Linked DNA regions of Drosophila melanogaster: region 1 is linked to region 2. The links are chromatin contacts, called in public Hi-C maps. All regions are on one chromosome and are shown on one strand. The core of a region is the stretch at or near the end of the contact, and the rest is flanking DNA. Distances in the headings are between cores, read along the strand shown. Region 1 holds the start of klu (klumpfuss). Region 2 has its middle 36 kb from the start of CG43245.

Region 1 (4,990 bases), core at 1,835-4,334, 270 kb before region 2:
CTGTGTGCCCTCCCATCGCGATCTTTCCCAATTAAAGCCAAATAAAACGCCGACTCACGTTCGATAGCAAAAAGGAGCAGCAGGAGTCCAAGGAGAACTTCCGCCCTCCGGCGGGGTGGTTCTTGTTCCTTTGGCTGGATGGAGGACTACCGTTCGGCGGTGCGTTTCCTTTGCCGCAGGCCACAAAAAACACAAAATCTCGCCAAGATCTTGACTGGGCCGCCTTTCAAGCGCAAAGACGTTAGGAGGAGATTTCCCGCCAAAAAGTTACGGGGGTTGCACAACGGGATCTGAGATCCCGGATGGACTTGAATGATGGTGGTGGTGGGTTGCGATCGGGTGGGTCGGCGGTGGTGGGTTGGTGGTGGCGGCAGTGCTGTTGGGGTGGCGCAAGGACAACAATGCGGAATCTGAATTCTGAGAGGGCGAAAATAACGACGGTGACTGGGCCAAACCGTGGGAAGATTTCCAGCACAAAAGGCGAAGGAATCTTGCTGCGAAATTCCCCTGCAGCTGCACTCAAATCGCATTGAATGCGAAAAAAAAAACAGATCTGTGCCGAGAACTTTTACCTTGATTGCCGTTTTGAGGGGTTTCGAAACACTATTATTTCGTTTTCGGGCGTAGGCATTTGCGACACTGAAGTGTACTTAGCGTACTCACAGTACAGACAAAGCAAAATGTGTTTATTATACCGACCTAATGTTATCCGCTAGTTTCACTATATAGATTAAAACACCCAAGGATTTGATGGAAAACTATTCTACGACACTCTAATCAACTAAATTTTTATTATACGATACATTAATTATACACAAGACATACTCAAAATTTACTGAAAATATCCCTACAAGAGTTATGATTAGCTGTCGCATTAATATACTAATTTAGGTATCATCAAAAACTAATGGTTTCATTAGCATTTTAAGCTAATGGGTACGATAGGTAACTCTAGCACAATAATTTAATTTTATACCTATTTGTTAATAGGGTCTAATCCAAACATATAATATTTCATCTATGAACAGCTTACAACAGCTTGAAAAATAATACGCCCTGTTGGCCACCAAAATACCGGGTGTATAAAAAATGTCGCCAGCTCGACGAACGACTTAATCAACAAATCAGCGATGTCAACCTGCGGATTGTGTTGGCAGCTGACTTCCCATTTTCCCTTTCTCCCCTCCAATGCCCCATGAAAAAAACACCTTCGCTATCGCTATGGATATATGTATCTCGCCGATCGCCGATCTCCGATCACTTGGCCTACACCATTTTGGTTTCGTTTCTTTTGTCGCCGTCTCATTTTAATCACTCATACATACATACATACATACATCTGCATATGAAATATACGTGCATATGTATAATACCAATAAGCATGTGGCATATAACTTATAGCCAAACACCTACGTTCACTTTTGGCTCTTTGCAGTGCTTCTCTTTTTTGAAAGACCCACGAATTTTGTACGAATCGCGTAAACGCGTTTATTTTCCCTGCCCACAATCACACACACACACACTTAGAGATAGTGGTGTGGGTTGAGTATCTGCGTGTGCGTGTGTGTGTGAGTGCGCCACTATTCGTTCATTCACAAATTGTGTTGTTGCTGCCTTGGCATGCTTTTGCTTTGTTTTTTCTTTTTTTTGGTTTTTTCTCAATTCAGTTTTGTTTTGTAAACACACACATACACACCTGGATGGAGGCGCACACAGATACACTGACACCTCGGCAGCTGCGCCACACACACAACCGCACACACGGTGTGCAAAGAGAGAGAGAGCGCGCTCTCTCTCTCTCTCGTGCATCGGCATTTCAAGTTCAGATATCGTATCTGTGAAGTTGTTTTGCCGGCATTTCGATTCTCACGAGCGCAGAGAGAGAGACCGAAACTGTATCTGTGTGCGAGCGAAACGTGTGTGTGGTATAGGTGAGAGAGTTTATCCGACGATTTTATCCGGGCCTTCAATGCGGCTCAAAATCAGTCAACTGCGATTTTCTTATAATGCAAGTTGGCTTATATGCATGTTAGACAAAAATAACTTCATGGGTACAAATGAAAGTCTAAAATTAAACAAATATATATTTTAGATCATTTTGTAGCGCTTTAATTTTTTTGCGAAGTTAAACAAAAAAGAGTTCCAATTAAGAATATTATATTATTTTTAAAAGAAAATAAGTTCAAAGCCAAGAATTATTAAAAACTAGACTAATTAAATTTCAATCAAAAAGTATTGAATTTACATTTTTGCTTTAGAGAATGTTTGAGTTTTAAACTGTAACTAAAAACGCTGCTATTACTATTTGTAAAACATTTTAATAAATTATATATTTGAAATTGTTTTGTAATTGTTTCTAAGATTAGAAGGCCCTTAAAGTCGATAAAGTACTAAACGCATAAATCAAAATTTTTTGGCTTCTGAGCAATGTAAGTTTAGTTTAGTTTAGAACTCAAATGAAAATGAAATGCTGTATTAAGAAGAAAGGGCTCAATTAAGTGACATATATTGCTCGAAGGATGCGAAAAGTGACCTAAAAGCCGGCCAACTTCCCAAAGGATTCAACGAGCGCTGCTTCTATTTGCCTTCGCCTTCTGCAAGACAGTGGAAAAGACATCCGCTTGGATTCGGATTTCGTTAGCTTATCTTCGCATTCGATGTTATATAACGCCAGTCGGTGGAAGTGGGAGGTGCCTATTCGGAGCTCGACTCGCAACTGGCGACCCAAAAGCGCCAAATGCAGCCGAGTGCCCCCATTGGCATAGAGTTTTGAGCAATTAGAAGCCCACGCAGCCATAAACAACAACTGCTCGGGCGGGCGGAGAGTGGGAGGAGAAGCTCTTCGAGCAGCTCCCACCGAGAAAAGCGGAACACAAAAAAAAAAAAAAGAACTAGAGAAATCTCCACTGCACGTGCTGCTCTTTCTCGCTCTCTCGCGACTTTATCCGGCGAATGAGAGGCCAACAGTCGGCACTAACACACAGATACCGCCGCCTGTTTGCCTCGGTGTGGGTGTCTCTCGGTGCGATGGTATTGGTGCCTGGTATCGTCGCTGTACGAGTGGCGACTCTACTCAGAAGTCAGTTTCTTGCTGGGCAGTGTCGGTTCAGGTTCATCGACGCTCCGCACGCGCTGCCGCAAATTCTTCAGTGCTGAATAACCAAGACGCGTCTTTTTCGGACCCAAAAAAAAAGAAAAATATATAGAAAATATATCCGAACGTAACGTAATCTTCGCAGTGCGCTTACAGACTCCCCCTCCAACCCGCCACACAAAAAACTCTCTTTCTCTCTCTCTCCGCGAAGAGAGTTTCAGTGGTTGGTTTGGATAGGTCTTGGTGGTTCGGTGTTGCCGTCGCTGCTGCCGAAGCTCTGCCGACGCCGACGACGACGCCACGTCGGGAAAACCAACCTCTTGCAGTGAAAATCTTTTCGTACGTTTTCGTTATTTGTTATTCGCACGTTGACGCGACGAGACCGCGAAACACGACAGCACGAAACTGCAGCCCAAAACTGCAACTGCAACTGCAACTGCAACAATAACGATCGCGCGTGCAACAACAGCAATTCGAAATCTAATAGTGGCAAGCTGCAAAGTATCTAAACGCCTAGAAATCCGTAAACTAAACTCGCCAAATCATTTAAAATCAAGTGAAAAGTGTGTGTCTTAACAGCCCATTAAGTAATATAAATCAATTAAAGCCGCAAAACACACAATAAGCCAAACACGCAAACGCAGCATAAGCACAAATAATACATAAAAATAAAAGAAGTGTGATATTTTGATATTAGCAATTAGAGTTTACACAACGCAGCCTAAAAAATATTTGTTAAATGTGTTTTGCCACCCCGAAGGCAAAAGCTACAAATTGGATAATGCTTGGATAATTCCCCTCCTACAAAAAAAAAAAAAAAAATTAAAGGTGAGTTCGCGAGATCGCTCAATTTGCCGACGGCTTAGTCATTTGGACAGCCGAAAGAAAAAAAACTATAAAGTGCCATCTCAGCTGTGCTGTTTGGTTGGTCGAAATGTGTCAAAAGCTGAGCTCCAGTTACGAATAGGATCGGTTTACCATAACACTCAGCGTAATATCAGATCGGCGGCTATATGCTATATACATATGTACATATGTATGTGTGTGCTGCAATCGATTGCACCCATGAATGATGGACTGATGATGAGTCCATATCAGCACGGGCCCCCTCCAGTGGCATCATCCACATCATCATCATCATCATCATCATCATCATCCCAATCTCATCTCACTCCCATGCCATATTGACTCTATCTATATTGACGTCAATCGCAGCAGCAACTTGACATCGCCGATCTGCAGATCGTGTGCCTGGCAAATTGACGCACACAAAAGCGAGTGAGATAGAGAGCCTGGTAGAAAGATAGTACTAGGACCCTTAGCCCCAGTTTCCTCACATCCAGTTGCAGCTCCAGATTCCCACTTCCAGTTTTAGCCAGTCTCGGGGAATTTTAATTGCCCATCTTGGCCAAAAGCAGAGCTGGGCTGCACTCCCTCTCTCTATCTCTCTCTCTCTCTCTCTCTATGTGAACTATGCCAATTGTCTACACCTGAGCCGAAGAACTGCCCGTCTGGCTGACAAATTTGTATGCACGCGCTTCAAAAGTGCAATATTAATTAATTCCAGCAACTCGAGACACGGGCAGCAACAACATCAACTGATCTGTATGCAACAGAAGTTGCAAGTTGCTAGTTGCTAGTTGCTTGTTGCAAGTTGCTGGTTGCTAGCGGTTGCTACTTAGTCGAGGCAATTAAATCGTATGTCATTCATTGGTAATTTATACCATTTACAGGCATCTGCTCGATGTGGTTGGTTCCTTAAACAACAGTTCTGCGATAATAGCTCCGCGATGTTTTACACTTGCCCATTAGCATAGATTACTGCATCAAGTGCTGGACCAAAATCCGTTTGCTTTGCTTTTGACCTGTCTGGCAAACGCCAAACGCCAATAGCCA
Region 2 (4,735 bases), core at 365-2,864:
CACATTTTACTAATCGAGATATATTGTGTATTTTTAGTGGAAGTGAAACCAACTCCTTTTTTCTCAGTGTCCCGGTGAGGTTTCAGGCCCGATATGCTGACCCCCCTCCCCCTCACGAGAGCCAACCCTCCACCCCATCAATCGAGCACCGTTCGACCGCAAAGCGCTGGGGCCATGTTTTCACACAGAGCTTACACAGATAAACTCGAACTAACGTGAATGGTTGGGGGTGGGTGGGGGGTTGATGTGAAAGAGAGCTCCACACACACACAAGTACACGCACACAATTGCATAGGCATTAACATATCAAATCCAAAGGCGAAACATTCGCAGCATTCTCATTTCGCAAATTGACTTTAATATTTGTGCTGTGTTTGTTTGCCTTTGCTTTTGTCTGTGCCTTTGTTTATTTCTTGCTTTTCTGCGTTTTAATTTTATACGATAATTGTTTGCCGCCAAAGAAAGTGTGAGCGAGAGGGTGATGGCTATAAGTGGAGAGGGGGTGCAAATTAATTGATACGATATTATTATTTATTTAAATGCTAATGGGACATTTTAGTATTTTAACAATTCTTGCGCCAAATTGATGGGCCATAAAAGTTATAAGTAATTCGATTTTTATGGTTGATTAATTGGCGATCATTTTTCAAGAATCATTATAAAAAGTCGTTCACCGATTTGAAGATTATTAATAAACTGGCGGTAACGGTATTAAAAATTACACTAAATGCTTGTTAATTTATAGGTTTGTTTTTGAGCAATTTTTTAAGTTTTAAGTGCTATTTATCACAGTGTTTTTTTTAGAAATCTAGATGATAACTGGACTGTATTTGAAATAGTTACGATTAAGAAAATTCTAATTTATTTCAGTTTTAAAATTAAAATTGTAAATCCGATTTATAAATATCCGATTTTGCCAATTATCCACTCACATATTAGTTTGAGTACATTTCTGGCTGCACTGCCACAACAACAATCTGTGGGAGCTGTCAAAACTATTTAATCTAAATAACAAAAAACCGCAGAGTGGCCAGCAGCAGCAACAACAACAATGACGACAACATTGCCCCAAAGGGGCCAATATAACAACAATCACACAAGCAACACAAAAGCGCACACCAACGCGCACAAAGCAACAACAAGAGCGCGAGGAGAACAAAAAAAAAGAGAACAGCAAACAATAACACCAACAACAACAAGAGCGCAAACACCGCAAAATAATAAACCAGCTCGACAAGTCTAAATCACACTCATTAGCAAAAGCCCACCGAAAAAACAACAACAACAACTACAGCAACAAGAATATCGCACTGACCCCAACATCACGCTCTCTCGCTCCCACACTCTCCGTCTCGCTCTCTCCTTCTGTTGGCCGCGCTCCCCACACAAATCAAAGTACACACAAACACACACACCAACACGCTGCCACACCATCATATCTCAAATTGTTAAACGATGAGAACGAGATGAGAACCTAATAAGAAACCGAATACAAAAGATAAACACAAGCGTAAACATTTAAGTAACAAAATTGGCTTTTTGTAATGCTGAGCGAGCGAGCGAGAGAGCGCAACGACTCTCGCTCTCTTTCTCTCGTGAGAGAGCGAGAGAGTTTGCTGCACGGCAACACCAATACACTTGCGACTGCAGCACGGCCATACTGTTTTTGAGAGAGCTTGAGAGAGAGCAAAGTAACGGCCCGTTTTATCCAAGTGTTTGTCTGTGTGTGTGTGTGTGATGTCAGTGCAATTGTTTTTTCAGTGGACAGATTGCCAATTGATTGTTGTTGTTGCTGCTGGCGCTCGCAGTCGCTGCCTCTGCCGGCTTCGTCGCTCTACGCTTTTTGTGCTTTTCGCTTCTTTTTGCCCTCCCCCACCTCATTTTTTGCCTTCGCTGCCGACAGCGCTGCCTTTGGGGGCATAAATGCTCGCTGCCTGCCCCACAAGTGCAAACACACACACACTCACACACATGCCGGAACACACATCGATTTACAGTGGGACCTTTGTTATATTGTCAAATGCCAATTTTTATAACACTTTCTTACTGTGTTGCTTTTGAAATATTCATGTAGAGCTTGTGTTATTATCCTGCTTATTATTTGATTACCAAAGCGAACTTCGGAAGTTTTCATTAGCAAAAATGAAAAAATTCTTTATTTTATTATTTCCTAATTAATACAGTTTTATTTGGTTTCGTTGAAAGCAAAATACTTATATTATAAATCGATTGGATAATTGACGTTATTAAAGTTAGACTTTTACAGCTTTTACCGTATACCCTTCATACATGTGCCATGTTTTCTCGCCTCCTGTTGTATTTCCCCATTTTCCATTTCCATATACTGTTGTTGTTGTTATTGTTGCTGTGCTTCCTTGCTTTTTCTTATGCTATTTCTTTTTGTGTCTTTTTGTTTCGTTGTTGTGCAAAAGTTGTTAATATATTTGTAAAATGAAATTCATTTCGGAATTGCTGTTTGTTTTTCAGACTCGAGAGTGCTTGCGTGTGTGTGCGTGTGTGTGTGGTAGTGGGTGGCACCAGGATATTGGTGACAGGGGGCGTTGGTTGGTAAGCTTGTTCCGCATAAGTGGGTGTAAAAGGGGCGCTGCAGGAGAGCCAGTGGCTTCAATAGGCGACTTTAGTGGGCAACCAATTTACACCGAATGACAATTTTGATTTATCATTTTTGATAAGCACGCGAGAAACACAAAGAGGTCATCGAATGAAGTTTACAGGTTCATAAAGGTTAGAAAAAATATGGTTTTTATAAAAAACAACAATTGTGCTAATTGAGTTGGGAAGCTGTGCCAATAAAACTTCAATAGAAGAATATTTCCTTTAACTACACAAACTGACCAAAAAAACATGTATTATTATTTATTCATTTTATATATTTTAATTTATTTTTTTTTTTTTTATTTTATTTTATATATTTTAAGCTCTTCTGCAATAATATGTAATATTGCAAATATAGCACAGAACCAAGATTTTCCATTTAAAAAGGCAAAACTAATATTAGTTATAACGATTTTGTAAGCTATATAGTCTAACTGTAGACTTGCTGGCATAATCTGCCATGGATATCATAAGTAACGATAACATTAGCCCAAATAGACCCATTTCCCAGACACAAACTCGTATAAAACAACCGAGGAAGTGGAAAGAGAGCGAACCACTTGTGTGTGTGCTCGACTTTTCACAAGCACAAAACCGCGCCAGGCTCCATTAAACACCCAACGAGTGGGTGAGAAAATGTGGGTGGTGTGGGAAAAGTGTGGAAAATGGGTTATGTGGGTGCGATGGGTTGATGTTGGGTGAGTTTCGGGTCGCTCGCTTGCCAAGAGCCAAGTATAAAAGTGTCAAAACTTTCTGTCGGATTTTTGTTCTTGTTGTATCCTTTTGTTATTTGTACACACACATTTGCATATAAAAAGTGCACTGAGAAAAATTGTATTGATCAAATGAGAGTTCAAAATTAATTGACAAAGTAAACTTGTTATTAAGAAGAGTGGTCTAAAAATTAGACAATTATTTTCGAATTGCAGCCAAATGCAATAATTTTCTTCAGTGCACAGAACAAAAACATAGTTATAAGTAGGAGGAGAAACACCGCCCAAAGGAACAACTAAGGCAAAAAGCATAAGCTTTTTCACTTCTGTTCGAGTTAGAAAAGCAGGGATAGAAACGGAACAGGTGCGAAAGAGAGGACACGCTCTTCGTGCGAAAGAGAACGAGAGTTAGGAATGAAAGAGCGCGCAATAATGGGGAGATGGGGAAAGTCAAACAAGTGTCGCCCCACTTTCCCATCCCTCATTATATGGCACACATTTTTATTTATAGCGCTGCTGCTACTTTTTGTCGCCGTATATGTAGAATACACACACATAAAGGATATACACGGGAAATGCCTTAACACAATTACAATAACTTTGACACGAAAAGTGGAACAATAAACCAAACCGAACTCGACTCAACTCGCTGGAATGGAATTGAATTGAATTGAATTGAATCGAAAGCGGGAGTTGACACCGCGGGAGGCAATGGCGGTTAGTCCCCTTCCTTAGCTCTTCCTCTTGCCACTTTGCACGCGCTGCTCACTTCCGTTTCCGCTCATGCCCGCTCATGTGTGTGTGAGTGTGTATGGGTGTGTGTTTGTTTGAAATGAAGCGACAGCCGGCGGCAAATGTTTCCATAAACAACAAGAATAAACGCAACAACAACTACAATGAGGGCGCAACATTTATTAAATGGAAAAAGTAAACACTATACGGATAAGTAGCGAAAACCACGAAGTCTGCCAATGCGCTTCGATTGCCTATATAATAATTTTAAATTATGCAAATAATTACGGCTAATTTTTTAATACATATAAATATGGGTCATCTAAAAAGAATTATCCTACATTATAATAAACTTAATAAAACACATTAAACGCATAAAACTAAATTATGGAAATCAATAAAAAAACTAATATAATTTTTATAATAATATAAATGTTTTAAATGTTTTTGTACTTTTCAGATGATGATTACCAGCTAAATACATAACTTTGTCTAAAAATAAAAAGAACTAATCCACATATTAATCCAAATTGTTCGACAGTTTTATATTCTGAAATTTATAATATAGTTTTTAGAAATCAAACAACTCTACGACCCAGAAAGTAGAGCAATAGCAGCTGGAGCAACTTGTAGTTATGCCTCCAACTGAGTTCTAAGCACGCAACACCAGCCGC

The links. A called contact is a pair of places that touch in the nucleus more often than the background predicts.
Region 1: a Hi-C map of the Kc167 cell line shows a contact between it and region 2, with 3 times the contacts expected there. A contact is called at or near these places in 7 of 107 Hi-C or Micro-C datasets (the Kc167 cell line, the S2 cell line, eye imaginal disc and 1 more).

What each region holds. Positions count from the first base shown.
Region 1 is chr3L:11,007,282-11,012,271 of dm6, reverse strand. It overlaps klu (klumpfuss), which reads left to right and starts at 3,084. Exons shown (of 3, transcript NM_001300095.1): 1 at 3,084-3,922.
Region 2 is chr3L:10,734,055-10,738,789 of dm6, reverse strand. No RefSeq gene overlaps it. Among named protein-coding and RNA genes, the nearest start is that of CG43245, 36 kb to the left of the region's middle.